3 separate regions of the Sus scrofa genome follow, and regions 1 and 2 are each linked to region 3. A link is a contact called in public Hi-C data. All regions are on one chromosome and are shown on one strand. The core of a region is the stretch at or near the end of the contact, and the rest is flanking DNA. Distances in the headings are between cores, read along the strand shown.

The links. Hi-C and Micro-C count contacts between places; a contact is called where the count stands out from the background.
Region 1: a contact with region 3 is called in a Hi-C map of liver, with 2.4 times the contacts expected there. The contact joins two enhancer-like sites. A contact is called at or near these places in 5 of 47 Hi-C or Micro-C datasets (liver and skeletal muscle).
Region 2: a Hi-C map of liver shows a contact between it and region 3, with 5 times the contacts expected there. The contact joins two enhancer-like sites. A contact is called at or near these places in 4 of 47 Hi-C or Micro-C datasets (embryonic fibroblasts, liver and mesenchymal stem cells).

What each region holds. Positions count from the first base shown.
Region 1 is chr15:117,963,330-117,966,029 of Sscrofa11.1, reverse strand. No RefSeq gene overlaps it. Among named protein-coding and RNA genes, the nearest start is that of FN1, 230 kb to the right of the region's middle. Within about 2 kb of position 1,364, at least 6 of the 83 cell types and tissues checked have an H3K27ac peak or open chromatin away from gene starts, as enhancers often do. A contact at or near this core is called in liver, where this site is marked.
Region 2 is chr15:117,927,075-117,929,774 of Sscrofa11.1, reverse strand. No RefSeq gene overlaps it. Among named protein-coding and RNA genes, the nearest start is that of FN1, 190 kb to the right of the region's middle. Within about 2 kb of position 1,289, at least 2 of the 83 cell types and tissues checked have an H3K27ac peak or open chromatin away from gene starts, as enhancers often do. A contact at or near this core is called in liver, where this site is marked.
Region 3 is chr15:117,710,713-117,713,412 of Sscrofa11.1, reverse strand. The region is part of intron 15 of FN1 (fibronectin); the gene reads left to right. Among named protein-coding and RNA genes, the nearest start is that of FN1, 25 kb to the left of the region's middle. Within about 2 kb of position 1,267, at least 5 of the 83 cell types and tissues checked have an H3K27ac peak or open chromatin away from gene starts, as enhancers often do. A contact at or near this core is called in liver, where this site is marked.

The DNA.
Region 1 (2,700 bases), core at 115-2,614, 250 kb before region 3:
AAATAATCTAGATTTTAATGGGTACTCTAGAAAGCATCCAGCTCAGTTTCCCACCCAATAAATAAGTGAATGTACAGTAACTTCCTCAAGGCCTGGCACACATTAAGTGCTTAATAAGCATTAATTCCTCACCTTGTGTGAAGCTCATGGTGGGCTGTGGTCCCAGCCTTGACCAGAGCACTTTCACTTACTATGCTACAATTTTATGAAAGGTCCTTCGATTTTAAAAATGAACAGTTCTCCCTTGAAATGTAAACACCATGAAATCAGTGACTGTGTTTTGTTCAAAGTTGCATTCCTAGGGCCAGAATAAGGCCTTACACATGGCAGGTACTAGAAAAAAAAAAAACCTATGTTTTGAATATATAGATGAATGCATGACCAATTGTCGGAAAAGTTCGAGAAACAGCACTTTTTGCTTAAGTAATGGGTTAGGGATTCAGAGGAAGAGCTGGTATCCCAGCACAGCAAGCGGCCCTGGGGGGAATCCTTTGAAGTCATGTGACACTGGTAAATGAATGGTTCCCAAATCCCTGGTCTGCACCTTCTATCCCAATATGAGAATCCATGACAAATGTAGGATGAGCTTATCTCTGGATGAAATTTACAGGCAGCATAAGGAAAGCCTGAGAAAACCACCAACCATGAGATGAGCTGTGGCCTCCCTCCTTCTCTTCCTCTTCTTCAATCTCCCATCCCACTCCACAGAGAGCCCTGATTTGTAGCCAATCATCCTTATCTCTGCAGCATGAAATGACAGGAAATCAGGTCATCAAGGAATCCAGAAAATGAAAATTGAGAACAAAAATCTACTTCAGTTGGCAGTATGCCCAGGTGGGATTTGGTGCTTTGGGCAGCTGATTCTTCAATGAGGAAATAAAATGGGGGAGATCTAAAAAATTTAATGTATTTCATTTTTAAAATGAAATCAAATAGCCCTGTGTTATCTCCTATAACATTTATCAGTCCTTTCAGGAGGGCAAATTTCCTACAGAATATCTGAAAAGCATTCCATCACATAACACTACTACCAGCTTTCACAATTTAGGAAGAAAATCATCTTTCTAGGGCAAGAACCTCCAAGCCCACCCCTGCCATGATACTTCTGTTTGTTTGCAAAAGACTGGTTGTGTCCCTTGGGTGTTTGTTGATCAAAGTTCCAGTCGTACTGCTGAACGAGTGTTCCTTTTTTTTTTCCAAAGTGATTATTAAGCCACTTTAAAAACACTTTAACTTGTGGGTTTACCTCACTCTGTTTGAGTCCAAATTTCACAATAATATAATGAAGCAAGCCCTGTGGTGCTGTCTATGTCATTTTAATTTAGCAGGAAACCACAACCTTGTACATCTTTTCCAAGTGCCTCCCCTCGCCCCTGGCTCCATCCATGTCCAGTGCCGTCTGGCTTTTTTTCTGGCCTGAGTTTCAGCATTGCGTACTTACTTCATTAACCCTACAAGTCTTCAACTCTCCCTTATCACTTTGCAAACGAGTCTGCCCCCTATTCCTGATGTCAAATTGCAAACTCTTTTGTGTGCTTTCAATAATCGCCATTTTAATGTACAAACTGATTGGAATGCCCAAGAGCTGGTGTCATTTTTCTGTTTGCTTCAACGGGTATTTTGTGTGAAGTGTGAACTTGGGGAAACATAAAAAGAAAAAAATTAAAAAGAAAGACTGTAAGAATTGGGAAAAAAAAATCATGAACAATGTTTCAGGGAGTAAACCATGAATAAAGGACACATTAACCGATCTGGTATTTTCTTTATATCTTTTCTTTATGATTTGCTCCTGATGGAATGACTGAACATTTATTTAGACTTCAGATACTATCTTCACACTGTTTAAGCACTTGATTTACTTTAGCATTATTTGGCCAATTTTAAAAGGTACTTAATTGATGTTAAAAACATATTTTAAAAGCTATCACTAGTCGTTTCTCTTGGAAACATCCATTTCCAAAATTTTTCTGATTGTTTATGGCCCACAAAATGCATAGGGCCTTAGTTTTCATTCACGATGTTATAGAACTATCTTTTTTCATATTTCCAAAAAATATAACTACAGATATTTAATGTTTCTGATATACTTTATAAAAATGAATTCAGAAATTTCCATATGATTATTACCTAACTGCTACTAGTGATAAAGTGTTCAATTGCCCATATTGTGATAAGTGAGCACAGAAATAATATCTACTCTAATGATATTTTAAAGAACAATTCTTGGCATGTAATGTAACAGAAAGAGATGCAAACTGAGTTGATGAAGACTGGAGTTTTCTGTATGACCGTGGGAAAGTCCCCTGACCCCACTGGGCTTTATTAAGGTCAGAGAAGTTAGGAATTAAAACTAGGGTCATTCACCTCCTTTCACTTTTTCCCATATCTGCTTAAAAAAAGTTTACTTAATTTTTTTTTTTTCAAACAAACATTGGGAAATATCAAGCTAAACTTTAATGTTCACTACTTCCTTACCATCTTTGGTTTTCCTCTCTTAAAAATCCCTTTCTTTGAAGCTGTGAGATATATTTAATGAAGCAGCAATTTTTTTCCCTAGCTTTGACCTGAAAGGTAAATAATCTAATCTTGCATCATCAAAAGCCATTTTTTTTTCCAGAGCATTTATCTCATACTCAGAAAACAGATGTTAAATGCCAGAATGAAAACAAGTTATATACCAAAGTGCAAATCCTTGTCCTT
Region 2 (2,700 bases), core at 40-2,539, 220 kb before region 3:
TATCACTTCCTGTAGAACTTCTGTTTAAAATATGGTGGAGCCACTCAATCTACACTCCCTGTCTTTAACTTTCCTTTCATAATTCTGACATGCTGGTTCCTTTGTATTTCATTCCTGGTGAATTTCTTAGGACAACCTTCCAGTCCACAAACTGTTCACCTGTGTATAAACCTATTTGTCTTATCTATGGAATTGTCTTCAGTCTTAACTATGTATTTCATTTGCAAGATTTCTAATTGGTTCTTTTTCTCATCCATCTATTGTCTTATTTCTTCCTCTTTTGCTTCGTTATTTCTTGTTATTTTTGAATTTTCCCCATATTTTATCATTTTGAAGAAGCTAAGCACACTCATTTTCAGAACTTTTTTTCCACTATTCTAATATTTTAATCTTTTTGCTATTGAACTAACGTGTCAATAGTTGCTTTTGTGGGGGGGTCTTTCTCTGTATTTTATTTCTTTGTGTATTTGAGTGCTTCGGTTTATAAGTTTTTCTCATACTAAAGTTATTTCTTCCCTCATTCCACCATCACTGCCTTATTCCTATTTAGGAGTTTTGTACCTGCTTTCACATAGCCTTCTAGGATCTTTTAATTCTGAACCAATTTAGGAGATATTTAAAATTCAGTCACCAACCCAGAGACATTCCTTGCCTGTTTGTTAGGCTATAATTGTGTATGTGCAAAAGTAATATCAAAGCATAAGCTTTAAAATTCCATATTGACCAAAACTGTGTTTTGTATGCTAAATAAGTGGCCACCTTGAAGAACATTCTTTTGGCAAGGTCATGGTGTTAATTATTTCAGAATCGAGTCAACGTTCAAATTTCTAAAATGGATGCTTTGGTAGAATTCTATGAAAGTAGTTGTATTTTGCCCACGAACTATCTCCAGAGATCGTTCAAATTTCTTTTACCCCTGTAATAACAAGATTTTCAATTTCAGTCTTGATAATTTCATTTTAAAAAACTATAGGCTGGTGACCTTATTTATTTCAAGGCCCTAGTCAAACTCATGGTGTCCATTGCTGAGCAAGGTAGCCTAATGAGAAGGCTAAAATACATCAAAAATCCACCAGAAGTCTATTTCTTACAAGGATTTCAACCGGAGGATAGGACTGGGCAGTGAAAGAAGTACTGAATATTTATTTCTCTGATTATCCTAGAATTAAACCAGAATCTGACAGACATAGCAGCAGGGATCTGAAACGGCAGCTCTATGCAGGGAAGAGAGCATGTGGGGATATTTGAACAGTCAGGCACATAGTGGCAGGAATTCTCTGCATGGGAGGAGGGGCAGGCTAGTTTTAATTCAACTGCTTCCTAGAAAAGCAGATTGCCCAGAATCCAGGACTGTGTCCCTGACTGGAGAGTCCAGGGGCGTTTTTCATTGACTCTACAGCTGGAAAAGTCCCAAGTATGGGCTTAGGTTCACCAAAATGAACAATTATATGTAAAGTTTGACTGAGCTTGCTCAGAGAGATTTCCCTCTGGAAAAAAAAGTAGATGCTTCTTGCTAAACCATGCCACAATAACTCCAAAGAAATACAGAAATTTGATTTTTGAACATTTTCATCTGAATTTAAGCCTCTTGGGTGATACAATTGAAAAACAACATTTCTTTACAGTGAAAATGTGTTTGGCAGTCCCTCTATATACAAAGTTCAACTTTAGGGCAAAGAAAAAGAAACACTCATTATGTAATCAGGTCAAATTATTGGTTACTGAGAAGAGTTCCTGGTTTAGACCTCATCTGTTATATGAAGTAGATATTAGATCTTCTATTCTGCCAGTGCCATGTTCATCACAACAGTTCTTTATTCTAAATATGTTAACCTTGGAAGACCTTTCCCCAGGGCTTCTTATTTATTTAGATATTGTTATGTAAGACACACAATAGCATCAGTGAAGGCAGAGCTGATCCCTTCTTAACTTTCACAAGAGGACTGGATAATACATAAAGGAACTGGTGCTATGAATAACAAGAGGTATTTTTCTATTTCCTGGGTAAAGAGGGCAGGGAGGAGGGGTGAAGACCAAGGGCAGAGATTCCTCACAATTGCAGTTTAGGTGATGGTGAAATGGATGTGGAGATTCCATTCTTCCTCTCTCTTCTCTTTCTTTCTCCCTTTAACTCAAACTTGGTCAATGTCAAGACACACATTTTTGGTCTTTCCACTTAAAGTGAAAGACACAGGCTGACATCATGTTTGCTGGGTATGACCTGCAGATCGTTTTTAAAACTTTTGAGTAATATGATGAAAAAATTAGGAATTTCACCTAAAAGTCCTGATTTTCTACTTCTGAGAAATTAGAGAATTTGGCTACCCTAGACCTATTGCCCATCAAGGCAACATCTGGCAAGATTTAGGCAGTGGCAAAAGTTCACCACAGGTCCAATCTATTTTAATTAATTAATTAATTAATTAATTTTGCTTTTTAGGACTGCACCTGCCACACATGGAAGTTCCCAAGCTAGGGGTTGAATCAGAGTTACAGGTGCTGGCTACATTACAGCCACAGCAACTTGGGATCCAAGCCACATCTGCGACCTACACCACAGCTCTTGGCAACACTGGATCCCTGACCCACTGAGTGAGGCCAGGGATCAAACCCACATCCTCGTGCATACTAGTTGGATTTGTTCTGCTGAGCCACAATGGAAACTCCCACAGTTCCAATCTTGTTTGCTTCCCTTGTTAT
Region 3 (2,700 bases), core at 18-2,517:
CTCAACATTTCATGCAGGCCCTCTTTGTGCTAAAATGGCCATATGTTTGATCAATAGGAGTCGGGAACAAAGTACCCTGGGTCAAGAGTTGAGTAACTTGGTCAATTCTCTGCCCACACAGTTCAAATACTCGAGAATGTTTATTGCCGGGTTTTTTTTAGGTCACGGAACATAATGTCTAGCTGGAGGTACTATTCATTTTAGAAAAAAAGTTTTTGCATTTAAGTTTGGCTGGTTAGTTACAATAAGATGGGTAGAATTATGAAACTCTAACTTTTAGGCATTAGTTATCTGAGCAATTACTGAGGTCAAAGCCTCCTGGACCTCTGAATCTGCTATGACGGAAATCAAGATTAAGTCCCTCCTTCCCTAAGTGATAAGAGATTCACTATCAAAGGGAACAAGATATGGACCAACAGGGCCCACAGCAGTGTTTATCAAGACATGAGTTCCAGTTCTGTACATGCTGCTACAGAGATTCAGGTCAAGCTTCACTAATTATTTCCTTCTCTGAAAATGGGAGATGGTAGTTGATTACCTTTAAAGTTCCTTCCAGCAGTAACAAACTAACAATCTGGCATCCTAAATACCAACTACCCAGATACCCTTTCTGAACTTTGAAGAGACCCTCCTTTCCCCAGCCCTCAGACACTGCCTGGGCCACAGAAGATGACTCTGCTTTAACAGGTTCATGGTACAGGTTGACCTGGCGCTTAAATTGTATTTCATGGTGGATTTGAGTATAAAAATCACTTAAAATAATTTTTCATTTAATAATTTTAAAAAATCTGATTGCAGAAAGTATATAGTTGAGGTTTTTTTTCTTTAAGGATGCTTCCAAAGGATAGATACCTCTAAAGAAATCCCCTCTAGCGTCTATGTTAATGGCTGTTATTGATGTAGTGTTGGTTTTAAGAGATCTCAATGAATTAGAGAGAACTTCTTTTTCTCTCTCTTTTAAGGTAAGCCTGTTCATGTAGCTGCTTGCTGGCAGCCTTTCGGTAGACATGCCAGAGATGAAATGAAATGCAGATGGGGGGGAGTCCTTCTGTGTTGGAGTTATCTAGGTTGACCTTGTTCCTACTCCTTTAAAAGGGTAACAGTAAAGCCCTTTGAGCAGAGAGGAACTTTAGGGGAGAGGAAATTGGCCTCCATAGGCAGTCTGATACTTATCTGTAAGTTTGGTTTGCTCAATGGCTGCTGCCTAGCTTGTGAGGCTTTAAGAGTAAAAGAGTGACAAAGAACAGAATACCAATAGGTCATCTCTGAGCCTTGCCCTGTTTGTTCCTCCAACAGAGGACCTGATGGAGTTGTTCAAACTAACTGAAGATAAGAGGCATTTGGTTTGTCAATAAACAACTAGGAAAGCATAGATCTCAGCAAACTAAATAAAAAAAAAAAAAAAAAAAGGACTGAGTCACAAACTCATAAATGTTTAACTTCTCCAGGGTCACCATTACTGGAAATTAGTTATTTGGGCCTTATTTCCAACAGGTCTTAAAAATATAGACATTGTATTATATCTTTACTTAACTGTTATTGTTAGTCTCATCATTTTGAATAAGAGGAATAAAGTTTTCACAATGGTGAATCATTGCTCTCAGGTTATTTTAAAAAGTCTTACCAACTAACCAATATGAAAATGATTATTAAGATTTTGAATCTAGGTGCTCCTGTCGTGGCTCAGTGGAAATGAATCTGACTAGAATCCATGAGGACACAGGTTTGATCCCTGGCCTCGATCACTGGGTTAAGGATCCAGCATTGCCATGAGCTGTAGTGTAGGTCACAGATGTGACTCAGATCCCACGTTGCTGTGGCTATGGCACAGGCCAACAGCTGTAGCTCCAATTCAACCCCTATCCTGGGAATTTCCGTATGCTGCAGGTGCAGCCCTAAAAAGACCAAAAAAAAAAAAAAAAAAAAAAAAAAAAAGATTTTGAATCTAAATAATGTAAGTGATATCATTTCAGATTTCTTGTCTTTAAATCACATGTAGCAAAAGCAAAGTGGGATGATAGTTGAGATTTAATTGACCTTACAAATAATGGTCACAGTTTCTTTACTTTCTGGACAAAAATATGCTACATGCGCAACATCCCCACGGCTGTTTAGTGCACTTCTCTTAAAGATGAGCTAGGGCTCAAGACTACAATTGAAAACATAGGATTTCAAGCCAGCACTTGAAGTTTTAGACAGAAGAAAAGCTTCTGTAGTTTCTATTACTGAGTAAATACCGCTAAGTCACCTGTTTCTTTTCCTCTCCTCTCCTTTACTATCCTCGTCCTGTGGCCTCAATAGCAGGATTAAGCTTAACAGAAGGCAGTAAAGGTCATTTGTGCTCTCGTTCTAAAACTTATCTTAATAGACATTTAACTGTCATAATTTTTTAAAAGACTTTAGAGCAGTTGTAGCCTCACAGCAAAACTGAAAGAAGATGTAGAGATTTCAAATGTACCCCCAACCCCCACACACGCGCAGTCGCCCCTAACAGCAACATCCCTACTGGAGTGGGGCATCTGTTACAGTCGATGGACCTGTATTCACACTTTCTCCCTCAAAGTCCATGGTTTACATTAGGGATGACTCTTGATGTTGTACATTCTGTGGCATCATAAACTTTTCCCCCTAAAAATCATGGTCGCCAAAGTAAATAAAACACGTCAGGTATTTCTTTACATCAGGAATCGATGATAGGAT